Linked DNA regions of Sus scrofa: regions 2 and 3 are each linked to region 1. A link is a contact called in public Hi-C data. All regions are on one chromosome and are shown on one strand. Each heading gives the region's core, a stretch centred on a gene start, on an enhancer-like site or on the middle of the called end of the contact. The rest is flanking DNA. Distances are from core to core; before and after follow the strand shown.

Region 1 (3,848 bases), core at 203-2,702:
CCAGGTAGGAGTCAAGTTCTGTTAATTCTGCAGTACTTTTGTCAAAATGGAGACAATTTGAGTAAGATTCTTAACATGAACTGCTTAATTGTACACTGTTTAAGGTCAGAATGTTCAGAAATCTCCTTCTCGTACACTTTTCCAAATACAGCTCTGTTCAGGGTCCCCTAGCAGAATACTGGCCACCCTCAACTATGAGGGAAGAGAACCGTCTCTACAATGGTCTACCATAGAGCGTCACCAAGAACCTCCCCATCCCTGAGGGCATAGATTCAAACAGTAGAGCTAGCAGGAGGCATCAATAAAATCTCCTGTCTCTTTCTGTATATTTACGTTACAGAAAAAGAACAATTCACAACTGAAAGGACTCATCTTTAATGGGAACATTTCAGGCACCAGCAATTTGGTTACAAAATTGGCCTTAAGCCCCTCAGATCACACCAAATTGGCAGTCACCTGCTAGAGCCATGCACGTGGAGCCATTTGACTGAACTGCTTCAGGGTGAGACAATGACAGCGCATAAAAGCCAAGAAACTGTGAGTCGCACAATCCTACATCTGGACCCATTACTTTCAGAGTTGTAGCTGTGTGGCCTAAAACAAGCGACTTTACAGCTCTGCCTCAAAGTATTTCATCCAGGAACTACAGGACCCGCCGCACTGTTAAAATGAGGACTAAAATAAGACACTGAATGTACAATACCTGGTGTGTAACAAGGGACCCCCCCCCCCCCACAGGAGCAGATCTGAGCCGCAATTAGTAGTCACCAGCCCCTCCTGGGCTTCGTTGTTCGTTTCTCGGAGATCTATGCTAACCCAACTCTAAAACGGTTTAGCGTTTTCCAATTCGTCAGCGAACGTTTATACCACCTGGCTGTATAAATCAGTTTAAAGTAAACCAAGAATGTATATGTGTGTGTGTGACTGGGTCACCTTGCTGTATAGTAGGAAACTGACAGAACATTGCAAACCAGCTACAATGGGGAAAAAATCGTTTAGAATTTAAAAAAAACATTTTTTAAGTAAACCAAATTAAAGTTTGGATTCCTCAGCCACACAAACCACACGTGGCCAGCGGCAGATACACAACCTGCCCTCATTGGGAAAGGGCCGTGAGACTGGGCTGGGGCGCCCAGGCCGGGGTTGCGGGAGGCGGGCCAGGGGCGTCCCAAGCCGCGGAAGCCCAGGAGGAGCTCCGGCGCTCGAGCCTCGGGGGGGCTCGGACGGGGGACCCGGCGGGAGGGAGCCCGAGCATCAGGAGGACCGCAGGTCACGGGGGCAAGGCTGCCTTACTGCGGAGGTCGCGGAAAGACATGTCTCTTTGGTCCCGAGAAGCCCGGAGTCTCCGCCGCTCGCCCCTCAGCGCTCACGGGTCTCTATAGTAACGCACGGAGGGAGCGTGGACGGCGAGTAGCCGGGGCCAATCCAGACGGGAGGCGACCTGGTCGGGCCATGTGCGCATGCTCCACACTCGCCGGACACAGGGCGGCCGGCAGGGGGCGTCTCCGGACGCTGAGGGAGCCGGCGTGGGATCTTGGCCCGGATGGCGTCTGGGCCCCTTGACTTGACACGTTCTGAGCACCATCCAAGCGCCTGACACTTTGAGAGGCACTCTACATACTACTCGTTTCCTCCTCAACTGCTCTAGACAGAATGTAGGATAGTGTTAGGAGGCAGGTCTCCCGCCTGCGTCCTGTACCCAGCATGCATCTCACTAGCGAGGGTAAAATGAAGCACCTCCTGAGTGAAGGGACTGACCGCTGGGCGGCGACAGTGGGCCGGGCTGCTACCTGCGCACGCGCAGCGGGATCGAGCTTTACGACAGGCCGGAAGCCGGCCCGGCTCTTCGCGCGCTGGCGGTTGTCCTGGCAACCGTGTGCTCAGCGGGCTGGAGCCTATTGGTGCGCCAGTTTGAGGGGGCGGCTCCGGGTGAGGAGCACCGCCGACCCTTGGCCGGGTTAGCTGCGGGCTCGCTTGGGACTGCCCTAAGCTGGGCTGCCACGGTTGGAAACAGGTGACAGGAAGGGCTGGGGAAGGTGAAATCAGCTGATCCCAGAAGGGTGGACGCTGAGGAATGACTGCCAAACCCACAATCGGTTTTGGTGAAGTTGCACACATAAATGCACGGAGTTCCGAAATAGATCCATACATGCGTGGTCATTGTGACGAAGACCTTCAGAGGGGATAGAAAGAAAGAGCTTTCAACAAATGGTTTGGGAACAATTCGGAATGCAAATAAATGAGCATCCATCCTTATTTAAGAGTAAAACCAAGAACTATAGCTTTTCTAGAAGAAAACTTAGAGGTGAAAGGTTCGTGACTGGGTTAAACAAAAACATCATCCTTAAATAAATAAATAAATAAACCTTATCCAGGGAGTTCCCATTATGGTGCAGCAGAAACGAATCTGACTACTATCCACAAGGATGCGGGTTCGATCCCTGGCCTTGCTCAGTGGGTTAAAGATCTGATGTTTCCATGAGCTGCGGTGCAGGTGGCAGACGCCCTTGGTATCCCACGTTAATGTGGCTGTGGTGTGTAGGCTGACAACTGCAGCTCCAATTCGACCCCTAGTCTGGGAACTTCCATATGCCATGGGCGCAGCTCTAAAAAGAAAAAAAAATATGAATTTCATTTCATTACAAATAATAAGCAAAGGAAAAGATACTCAAGATTATTAGTCGTTAGAGAAATGTATATTAAACCACAAGATATCACTGGGTAGTTTGAGAACAGCTAAAATAACAACCAAGTACAACGAAAGCCCTGACAGTTAAGGGTCTGAAAGGATGTGGAGGGACTTGGCCCTTCCTACAGTGTTGGTGGGAACGTGAAACTGTACATCCACTTTGGAAAACAGTTGGTAGTGTAAGGCGAGTGCGGAGAAAGAGAACAAGCCGGGTGTTCAGACAAAGAGAAGAAAATTTATTAGAGGGGAAAGGGAGAGGGTGACGGACCCTTGAGAAGAGCCAGCCCCCTGCCCTTCTTTTGGGGCCTTCTTATGCCCCTTGGATGGGAAACTGGATTCCCTGAGGCGAAGGGAGGTTAGTTTATCTTTTGCCTGCAGCTGGACTCTATGGTCACATAGTCGTGACAAAGTTGGTGGTGTCTCACCGTAGGGGGGGGTCTTGTAATCCTGAGAAAGCTGGAGGTGTGTGGTGTCCCACGGTAGGGGGGTCTCGTCATCTGGGGAAAGTCGGCACCAGTGGTGAAAACAGGATGTCGCTTGAGCAAGGCGGTCCGTTTCGTGGGTCAGCAGAAAGAGCCATTGTAACAATGAGCCCCCATGTCGCCCCCGACAGGTTGTTTCTTAATAAAGTTAAATATACATGTAACATACAGCTCCGCAATACCACTCTCAGGTATTTGCCCAAGAGAAATGAGAATTTATGTTCACACAAAAAATCTGTACACAAATATTGAGAGCAGCTTTATTTATAATCGCCCCAAACCAGAAGCCACTCAAGTGTCCCTCAGTTTATGAATGGATAAACCCCTGTGGTACACCCACGCAATGGAGGACCACTCGGCAATTTAATAAACGAAGCAAACTGCCGTAACACATAAGGACAGTAATGGATTTCCAATGCCTTATATATACTAAGTCCAGGAAGTCAGACTCAAAAGCTTTCATACTGTAGATTCCATCTATATGACAATCTGAATAAAAGGAAAATAGAAAACAAATTGTGGTTTCCTGGTGGTGCAGCAGGTAAAGAAAATGGAGTTGTCACTGCTGTGGCTTGGGCTGCTGCTGTGGCATGGGTTCCATCTCTGGCCCAGGAACTTCCGCATGCTGTGGGCTTGGCCAAAAAGAGAAAAACAAAATGAACAACAACAACGAAACA
Region 2 (4,083 bases), core at 720-3,219, 340 kb after region 1:
ATGTCAGATCCTTAACCCACTGAGCGAGGCCAAGGATCAAGCCCGAAATCTCATGGTTCTTAGTCAGATTCCTTTCCACTGCACTATGACAGGAACGCCAGTACCAACTCTTAATGCAAGTAAATGCTCAGTCAGGAACTGTTAGTCCCAGGGAATCATGCCTCGCCAGGAACCTGTCAGATGGGCATGCCCACGGGAGCAGAGATACAGGAGAGGCTGCAAGAGTTAAGACCCCCAGGAATCCTTGCCATTTTCCTCTCAAGGAGCCCAGCTTGTTCTAGTCAGTGGCCTGTTGGATTGTATGAATCTTCATGGATAGCCTGGAGCTTTGTTAGTTGAGAACAGAGAAAAACCAGAGTTTGCCCTAGGAGTTGAGAATGCTGCCTCTGCAACCCAGGCAGGAAGACTGCCCGACCACAGGTCACAGGATGGCCAAGGAGCAGGGACAGGGGGCAGGCTGGACCACCTTCAAAACCTCCGGTTCTCCACCCTCCACAGGACACCAGGGAGAAAACTCAGGCCAGAGCCCCTCACAAGTCTCAGGCCTCTAGCCTACCCTCCCGCCTGCCCCTCCATCCCACCACCGGGGTCATTTCAGCTCCTGGACCGCCAACCTCTTCGTCATGACAGGGACTTTATTCATTCTGTTCCCCTTGCTGGGAAGGTTCTACCCTGAAATCCTTCCCGTCATTCAAGTCTCAGCGTTCCGTCCTTGGACAATCAATTCCTAACATTCTCCACTGCTTCCCCCGTCTGTCACCACTTTAAATTAATGTGTCATTTACGTCCGCCTCCCTCACTGGAGCTCAACCCATGAGGGCATGGATCTTGTCAGATTTTTCATCGCTTATCCCTCAATATCTAGCAAAAGACCTGGAACGCAGGCATTTATATTGAAAAATGAATGAGTGAAGGCGGTGAAGCGTCTATTTAACGTTTCCTCGCCTTTACTACCCGGCCCGCCCCGCACTGACTGCCTCAGTTCCTCCCGCTCCCCGCAAAAGATCCCAGGTCTCCTTCCAGGCCGTTACCGCCTCCGCGTGGGCTCTCGCAGGCAGCACCGGGCGGGCCCGCAAGGTGCCGGAGCGCCAGCAGGAGGTGCAGGGGCCAGGACTCCGGCGCGGCGGACCCTGGGCGTCACGACCAAGCCCAGACGCGGCCCTCGCGTTCGAGCGCCGCGGGTTTCTTCCGGGCGCAACAGGTCTTCCGCCGCGCGCGAGGCCGGAAGTGGCTCTGGCCTCGGCGCTCGCCTTCTCCCCGCTGCCTCTCTAGGAAGGCAGGAGGGTCGCTGTCTCGGTGGTGGGCCCGGGGCCCGCTCTGAAGACTCGGGGGCTGACGACTCAGCAGGTAGGCCGGCCCGCGTTGTTGGTTCTTTCCGCAGCGCCCGGAAAAGGAAGGGAAAAGGCAAAGTTTGGAAGCCCAGAGCGTCGAGGAGTTGCCAGGCAACCGTGGCGGGGGTGGGGGGGAACGGAGCCGAGGACAAACGCCAGTTATGATTGGCCCGTTTTGGGGGCGCCCACCCTCTTGCTCCTCCCAGGGCACTGACTGGCAGGTGGCATAGTGGGAGGGGTGAGATCGTCCGGAATCTGTCATCCTGGCTGTGAGGCGAGCCTCGGCGAGTCTGCAGACCTCGCCACCCTGCGGGGTCACACGAGCTCGGGAGGAGCTTCCCAGGCTAGAGCAGAGCTGAATCAGTCCACGTCTCCGGCCCGGGGAAGGCAGCGCGCCTTCAGCCAGGACCTGGGCCGACCACACAGGGATGCGGTCGGCAGTCCCAAGGGACTATTTCCACCACCGCCCCCTTCCCCTCCCTCTACTAGTCCAGAAGGCGCAGGTGCGCAGGTCAATCGCAAGGAATCAGGTCGCGCGTGTTCTTCAGAAGCTATAAGGTGTGAGCAGGAGCCAGGAAGGAGTAGGCCACCTCTGAGCCTCTTCGCCAGCTCCCCAGAGACGGCCAAAACCCTTCTCTGCCTCCCCACCCTACCCCCGCCCAGCCTGCTACCCGTCAGTGATGCTTCATCACCCACCGAATCATGAACACCATTCAGCCTGACAGCCCAGGCCCTTCCAAGATGCTGGAGCTGCCTCCTCAGTCTTAGCTGCTGTTGTCCACTCTTAAAACGCTCTGGCCTGGAATTCCCATCATGCCTCAGCGGATAACGAGCACGACTAGTATCCATGAGGACGCAGGTTCAATCCCTGACCTCACTCATTGGGTTAAGGATCTGGAGTTGATGCGGGCTGTGATGTAAGTCGCAAATGTGACTTGGATCCAGAGTTGCTGCGCCTATGGCGTAAGCCAGCAGCTGTAGCTCTGATTCAGCTCCTAGCCTGGGAACTTCCACCTGCCGCAGGCAGCCCTAAAAAGACAAAAAACAAACAAACAAAAAAAGGCTCTAGACAGGGTCTATTCCATCCTCTGGATGGATCTCTAAGAAATGGAAGATGCATGGGGCCCTTGGAATCCCTTTGCACTGTGCTATGAAAAGGGGATGCCGTTTCCCACTGGATACTGTGCTGAGCTCCTCAGAGCGAAGTCTTTAACGACCCCGGCCCCCCGGAGCTCACTAGACAGCCCTCTGCGGGATTCAAGGCCTGAGTGATTCCTGGCATCCAGCTGATGTGGCCCATGGCCCAAGGAGCTGAAATTAAGGCAATACCCACTGTGCAAATGAATACTCTGTGCTAAGCCCCACCAAGTCATGGTAGCACCTTCCCACCTGTTTCCCTCCATCAGATAACAAGCTCCTGGGAGCAATCCTTATGTGACGAGAGCCCCTCAGTCCCTCACACTGAACCCAGCAGAGAAACACTATTTCTGGCTGAGTGACCAGTGACCAGTGCCGTGACGACACGCTGAAGGGAGGAAACTGCTTTTTCTCACCTCTTCGAGAAAGAACCATCCAGTCAATCCACTCCTGCCAGCAGCCCAACCCTAGACACCACTGAGTCCTGCCTGGGCCCCCACTAGTCAGCACCTCCCTGGCGTCCAGCTGATTTCCCTCTCAAACTCCAGCTGAGTGCAACACCCCTGAAGGTCAAGTCTACTGTCTGTCAGTTCTAATTTTTTAGTTCTGTTTTGGCCAGGCCGGTGGCATGCAGAAGTTCCGGGGCCAGGGATCGAACCTTTGCCGCAGCAGTGACCCAAGCTGCTGCAGTGACTACAGTGGATCCTTAACCTGCTGCACCACAGGAGAACTGTCTACTCTTTAGACAGCCTCATATTGTCATGCACTAATTAGACAATCAAAAGCTGAAGGGGGAGGAGTTCCCCTTGTGGCCCAGCAGGTTACAAACCTGACTAGTATCCGTGAGGACATGGGTTCGATCCCTGACCTCAGTGGGTCTGGGAACTGGCGTTGCTGTGAGCTGTGGCGTAGGTCACAGACACTTCTCCGATCCTGTGTTGCTGTGGCTGTGGCATAGGCTGGCAGCTGTAGCTCCGATTTGACCCCTAGCCTGCGAACTTCCACATGCTGCAAGTGTGGCCCTAAAATAAATAAATTAATAGCTATTGGGGGTACATGGAAATAGAGGTATTCTTTACAGGATAAAAGCCCTGGACCTGAGCTCCAGCTTCCAGGTTGAATGACTTTGGGCAAGTTACTGGCCTTCTCAGCCTGCTTCCTCATCTATAAAACTCCGAGTTGCAGTTGGGGACATATACGTGATGCTTGGTCCCATGCCTGACAGGGCAGCTGCTCAACTGCCAACTATCATAACTATTTTCAGTCCAATGTCCTGTTCAAGACATTCCATCCCTCAGGGGCTGGGAGCCAACAGAGCTGCGACTGCTCTGTTGGCTCTGTGAGCACAGAGACAGGAGGGGTCCCAAGAGAGGCAGACGTCAAGGTCAGGTGATGTCAAAAATGAGTGTAATCTTGAGAGCTGAACTGCACATCTAGAATATGGGCAGGCTGAGCCCACCCTTGGCCAGGAGAAAAAAAGAGAGAGAGAGAATGGGAAAATTCAGAGGTAAAACCCCAGGAGGCCAGGAAACCACCAGATGGGGGCAGGTAGGGCAAATTACAGAGGACAGGTGCAAAGAGGCCACAGAGGTGAGAAGTAGTGGAGGGAGTGAGC
Region 3 (4,023 bases), core at 337-2,836, 410 kb after region 1:
GGAGGGCCCTGATTATAAAGGGCTCGAACCTTGGGGACGAGAAGTAAAGCATTGATCTCAGGTACTTCTAGGCTGGTCCTGGGGGAGGAAAAACCACGTCAGCTCTGATGAGGCCATACCTTCACCTCCATGTGCCCTCTGCCCACATGGCCCTGGCTCACCTGTATGGGGGCTGACGACGCCACAGCTCCTTACAGCCCTTCGGGGAAGGAAACATTGGGTGACAAAGACTCTCTCTGGGTCTGGGCAGCTCACCCTTCCCCCAGCTCCACACTCACCTTCTTAAGGATCTCCGCCCAAAGCCAGGCCTTCACCTCCCCATCCCCGGCACTGAGCAGATGTCGATCAGTGGACACCATGCTGTAGACAGGCCCATCATGGGCTAAATGCAAGGGCAGAACCTGAGTGACCCCATCCTGCTCCTCTCATCCACCCTGGGGTTCCCCAAGACAGACTCGATGGCGGCACCCACCTTGGAAAGTCACAATGGGCTTCTTACTTTCCTCTTTGGCCTCGGAGCTCAGAGCAGCAGACAAGCTGAAGGGAGAGGGAAGAGGGGCCTGAGAGTCAGAAGCAGGAGGCGTCAGCCCCAGGAGCTAACGGGTGGTGGGGAGCGGGGGCAAGTGTACCTAAAGATGGCTATCTGCCCATAATTGTTGCCAGCCGCCAGGAACTTCCCACAAGGTGAGACACTCTGGGAGAAGATGGTCATGTGCAGCCGCTGCAGGGCCTGAAATACTTCCATCTGTGGAGAGAGACTGGATGAAGGCTGTCTGGGGCTTCCAAGACCTCGGATCCACAGACTCCTGCCCGCTTTCCCTGCTGCCAGCCCAGCCTCGCACCCCCGAGACCTCTCAGTCCTCCTGTGAAACAGCCCACCAGGGGGCACCTGCCCATACAGTCCCAGGAACGGCTCTGAGAAGGAGGCGAGAAAGGAGAGCGGTGCGGCTTGATGCTTAGTGGAACTTTTAGCAAGCATCCAGACTCTCCTGCAGGTTTCCTCAACTACGGAATGGAGCTCCTGGGAGATTTTTGTCCCGAATGGATAAGCTACTGTAAACAAAGAACTTCGCACAAGGAGAAACCGCTTTAAAAAGTGGCCTTACTCCCAAACAGAAAAATGTACTTTTTTTTTTTTTTTGACCGTCCTGCGGCAGCATATGGAGTTCCCGGGCCAGAGATCAGATCCCAGACGGAGTCGAGACTTAAGCCACAGATGCGGCAACGCCGGGTCCTTAACCCACTGTGCAGGGGATCCCAGCAATCCCAAGACGCCGCCGATCCTGCTGCGCCACAGCGGGAACTCCCGCCCTTTTAATCCCTACCTTTTGACTTTCATGTAAGGCCCCTGAGGTATTTCTGGGTTATTCTCCCGCCCACGGGTCAGAATCCGAGTCCCACCAAGAGCCCACGCGAAACAGAGATCAGGGCACGACTGCTTGCCAGCCGCTTCGAAGCCGGGCGTGGACTACAAACCCCAGAAGGCACCGCGCACCACGCACGCCTCACCTGACCCAGAGGCACCGCCGGCGGCACCGCTCGGTCCATCTCGAGAACTAAAAGTCCCAGAGAGCTCCGCGCTCCACGTAGCCTCACGAGTCCGGAAGTGCCTCCGGAGCAGCTCCCCTTCGCGGCGCCCTACCTCCCCAACACCGCTGGCCAGCCCGGCGTGAAGACGGCCTCTGCGTAACCCGAGTCCCAGCAGCGCAGGTGACCGCCAAGAAGATCCCAAGACTAAGTGGTACCCACCGCAACCCCGCTACGGCGGGCCCCCGCCCCCACCCCGCAGAGCAGACCCGCCTTCCAGCCGCGTGCCGTCAGCCTTCCGCGCCTGCGCAGACTCTGGCCGCTGCGTACGCCTAAAGCCACGCCCTACGCGTTGGGCCACGCCCTCGGAGACTCCTCCCCGGCGCCTGGATCCCACCCCTTCAGACCGCAGGACCTCGAACCCCAATGATCCTGCAGCAGCCCCTGGAGCGAGGCCCCCAGGGTCGGGCCCAGCGCGACCCGCGGGCCACCTCGGGAGTGCCCCGAGGCCTGGACGCGAGGTGTGTATGGGAGCCCTAGGCGGGCCTGGCTCGGGGGCCCAGGAGCTTTGGCTGTGGCCTCAGGCTGGTCTGCAGGCTGACACACGGTGGGGATTGTCCGCAGGGCTTGGGCGTGAGCTGAGCCACGGTCGGAGACTGGGGACTGAGACCTCCCAGGCAGGCTTCTGGATGGTTTGAGAGAGGGGGTGACTTGGGCGTCAGCTGAGACGGAGATGGGCTGGGCGCTCCTGGCTGACGCGCTGGCTTAGGCGGGCAGATCCTTGGGATGGGGCCAAGAGGGTGGGATGCTCCTGGCTCTCTTTTCTTCCCAGCTCCCCTCTCCGAGGAGCTGTGCCCATGAGCACCAAGCGGCGCCTGGAGGCGGAGCAGTGAGTTTGGGGGCAGGGAGGAACTCCCAGCAAGACCTCTGTCACCTCAGGTCCCCATCATACTACTTCTCCTCTGAATATCCCAGCTTGCCTGCCTCCCCGTCTCTCCCCAGGGAGCCCCTGCGCAAGCAGTTCCTGTCTGAGGAGAACATGGCCACCCATTTTTCTCAGCTGAGCTTGCACAATGACCACCCGTACTGCAGCCCCCCCATGGCTCTCTCCCCAGCTCTGCCCCCACTCAGGTAGGCACTATCCACAGTCCACCAGCGGGGCCTTCTGGAGGATCATACCCAATCCTCAGAGCCAGTCTCCAGGCTCTGCCTCATCCTGCTATTTTTAGCTTCTAGCCAACCTCTGCTGTTTCCCATCTTGGCTCCTAAGAAGGTGCCAGCAGCCTAGGAGCCCCTGGGAACCTGGACCAGGTGGGGTGTGGCTCTGCCAGGCCAGCCTCAGCTCTCTTCTGATTGTCATTTCCTCTTCCAGAACCTCTTGCCCCGAGCTGCTTCTCTGGCGCTACCCTGGGAACCTGATCCCCGAGGCACTCCGGCTGCTGAGGCGGGGGGACACCCCCACCCCCCACTCCCCTGCAACCTCAGCCGTGGACATAATGGAGCTCTGAGTGCTGGCGGACAGTGCCCCTGCCCTCCTTCCTTCCTCACAACAGGGAAGACCAGCATGCCCACAGAGGGACCAGCTACCCTGCTTTTCCTCCAGACCAGGCCTCTGGGCACCAGGACCTTCTCTCAACAGGACATTGAGCCCCCCAGAGTCCTGGGGTGGGAGGGGCAGGAGCATGGGAAGGGAGACCCCCCCCCAAGAACCGAATAAAGATTGATGAGCAAATGAAGGCTTCAGGCTGGAACCCAGGGCCTTTGGAAAAGGAGGGGCAGGGCTGGGGTCCTGGATGCTGGAGTTTCTCCTCAAGATCTTCCCTGGAAAACGGTCAAGGCCCGGCCAGGTCCTGGCAGGCTGGGCTCAGGCATTGAGAATGTGTGAGTCACAGCCTCACCCCCACCCCCGCGGCTGACTCACTCCTCCCTCCAGCTCTGGAAAGTTGGGCTGGGGATCATGCCACTCCGAACCTTTTAAAGTTAAAAGATTTTTTTTAATAAACTCCCCCCCAAAAAAACTTTCTCCCCCAAATAAATATCCCCCCCCTTTGGAGGTTGGAGGGGCAGTGTGTTAGGGCCAGCCCCACTAGAGGGCCAGCCCCCTAGTGTTAGGAACAGGTCCCTAAACCCCCAGGGCTGAGATCCCCTGTGGAGGAAATTCAGTATATCTGAGTGGGTGGGGCCTGGTGTGGTGTCTGTCCCTCAGGTCAGCCTGGCTCCCAGGCCGTGGTGGGGGTGGGGGAACCTTGTGCAAATACTGCCATTCCTTAGTGTCAGCCGTCTGGTGTGAGTGAGCCAGGGTCTCCTTTTCTGGAGCCAGAGACTGGGCAGACACCTTGGAAGCCTCTTCCGAAGCCTGGGCCTAGGCATCAGGAGGTGATTCACTCGTCCCCCTTCCCTCCACACCCCTGTGGCTGGAGCAGCCTGGGGCTCTGGCTGTGTCTGGGAGGCTAGGGCTGGCTCCAGAATGAATGAATGAATGAATGATGAGTGGGC

What was found. Hi-C and Micro-C count contacts between places; a contact is called where the count stands out from the background.
Region 2: a Hi-C map of liver shows a contact between it and region 1, with 6 times the contacts expected there. The contact joins the promoter of ZNF213 here to the promoter of C3H16orf90 in region 1. A contact is called at or near these places in 5 of 47 Hi-C or Micro-C datasets (alveolar macrophages, heart right ventricle, liver and 2 more) and 1 of 2 datasets of contacts at active chromatin or transcription factors (alveolar macrophages).
Region 3: a Hi-C map of liver shows a contact between it and region 1, with 4 times the contacts expected there. The contact joins the promoter of HCFC1R1 here to the promoter of C3H16orf90 in region 1. A contact is called at or near these places in 3 of 47 Hi-C or Micro-C datasets (heart right ventricle, liver and skeletal muscle) and 1 of 2 datasets of contacts at active chromatin or transcription factors (alveolar macrophages).

What each region holds. Positions count from the first base shown.
Region 1 is chr3:38,752,003-38,755,850 of Sscrofa11.1, forward strand. C3H16orf90 reads left to right here and starts at 1,453. Exons shown (of 4, transcript XM_021088380.1): 1 at 1,453-1,526; 2 at 1,775-1,929. The coding sequence starts at 1,453. CLUAP1 (clusterin associated protein 1) reads right to left here and starts at 1,383. Exons shown (of 12, transcript NM_001245000.1): 1 at 1,294-1,383. The coding sequence starts at 1,315.
Region 2 is chr3:39,086,820-39,090,902 of Sscrofa11.1, forward strand. ZNF213 (zinc finger protein 213) reads right to left here and starts at 1,970. Exons shown (of 6, transcript XM_013995737.2): 1 at 1,032-1,970.
Region 3 is chr3:39,162,789-39,166,811 of Sscrofa11.1, forward strand. HCFC1R1 (host cell factor C1 regulator 1) reads left to right here and starts at 1,587. Exons shown (of 4, transcript XM_003481068.4): 1 at 1,587-2,048; 2 at 2,360-2,416; 3 at 2,530-2,658; 4 at 2,900-3,259. The coding sequence starts at 1,954. The coding sequence ends at 3,035. THOC6 (THO complex 6) reads right to left here and starts at 1,843. Exons shown (of 13, transcript NM_001243684.1): 1 at 1,510-1,843; 2 at 630-745; 3 at 473-537; 4 at 279-382; 5 at 162-199; 6 at 30-78. The coding sequence starts at 1,548. TNFRSF12A (TNF receptor superfamily member 12A) reads right to left here. Exons shown (of 4, transcript NM_001142839.2): 4 at 3,500-4,023.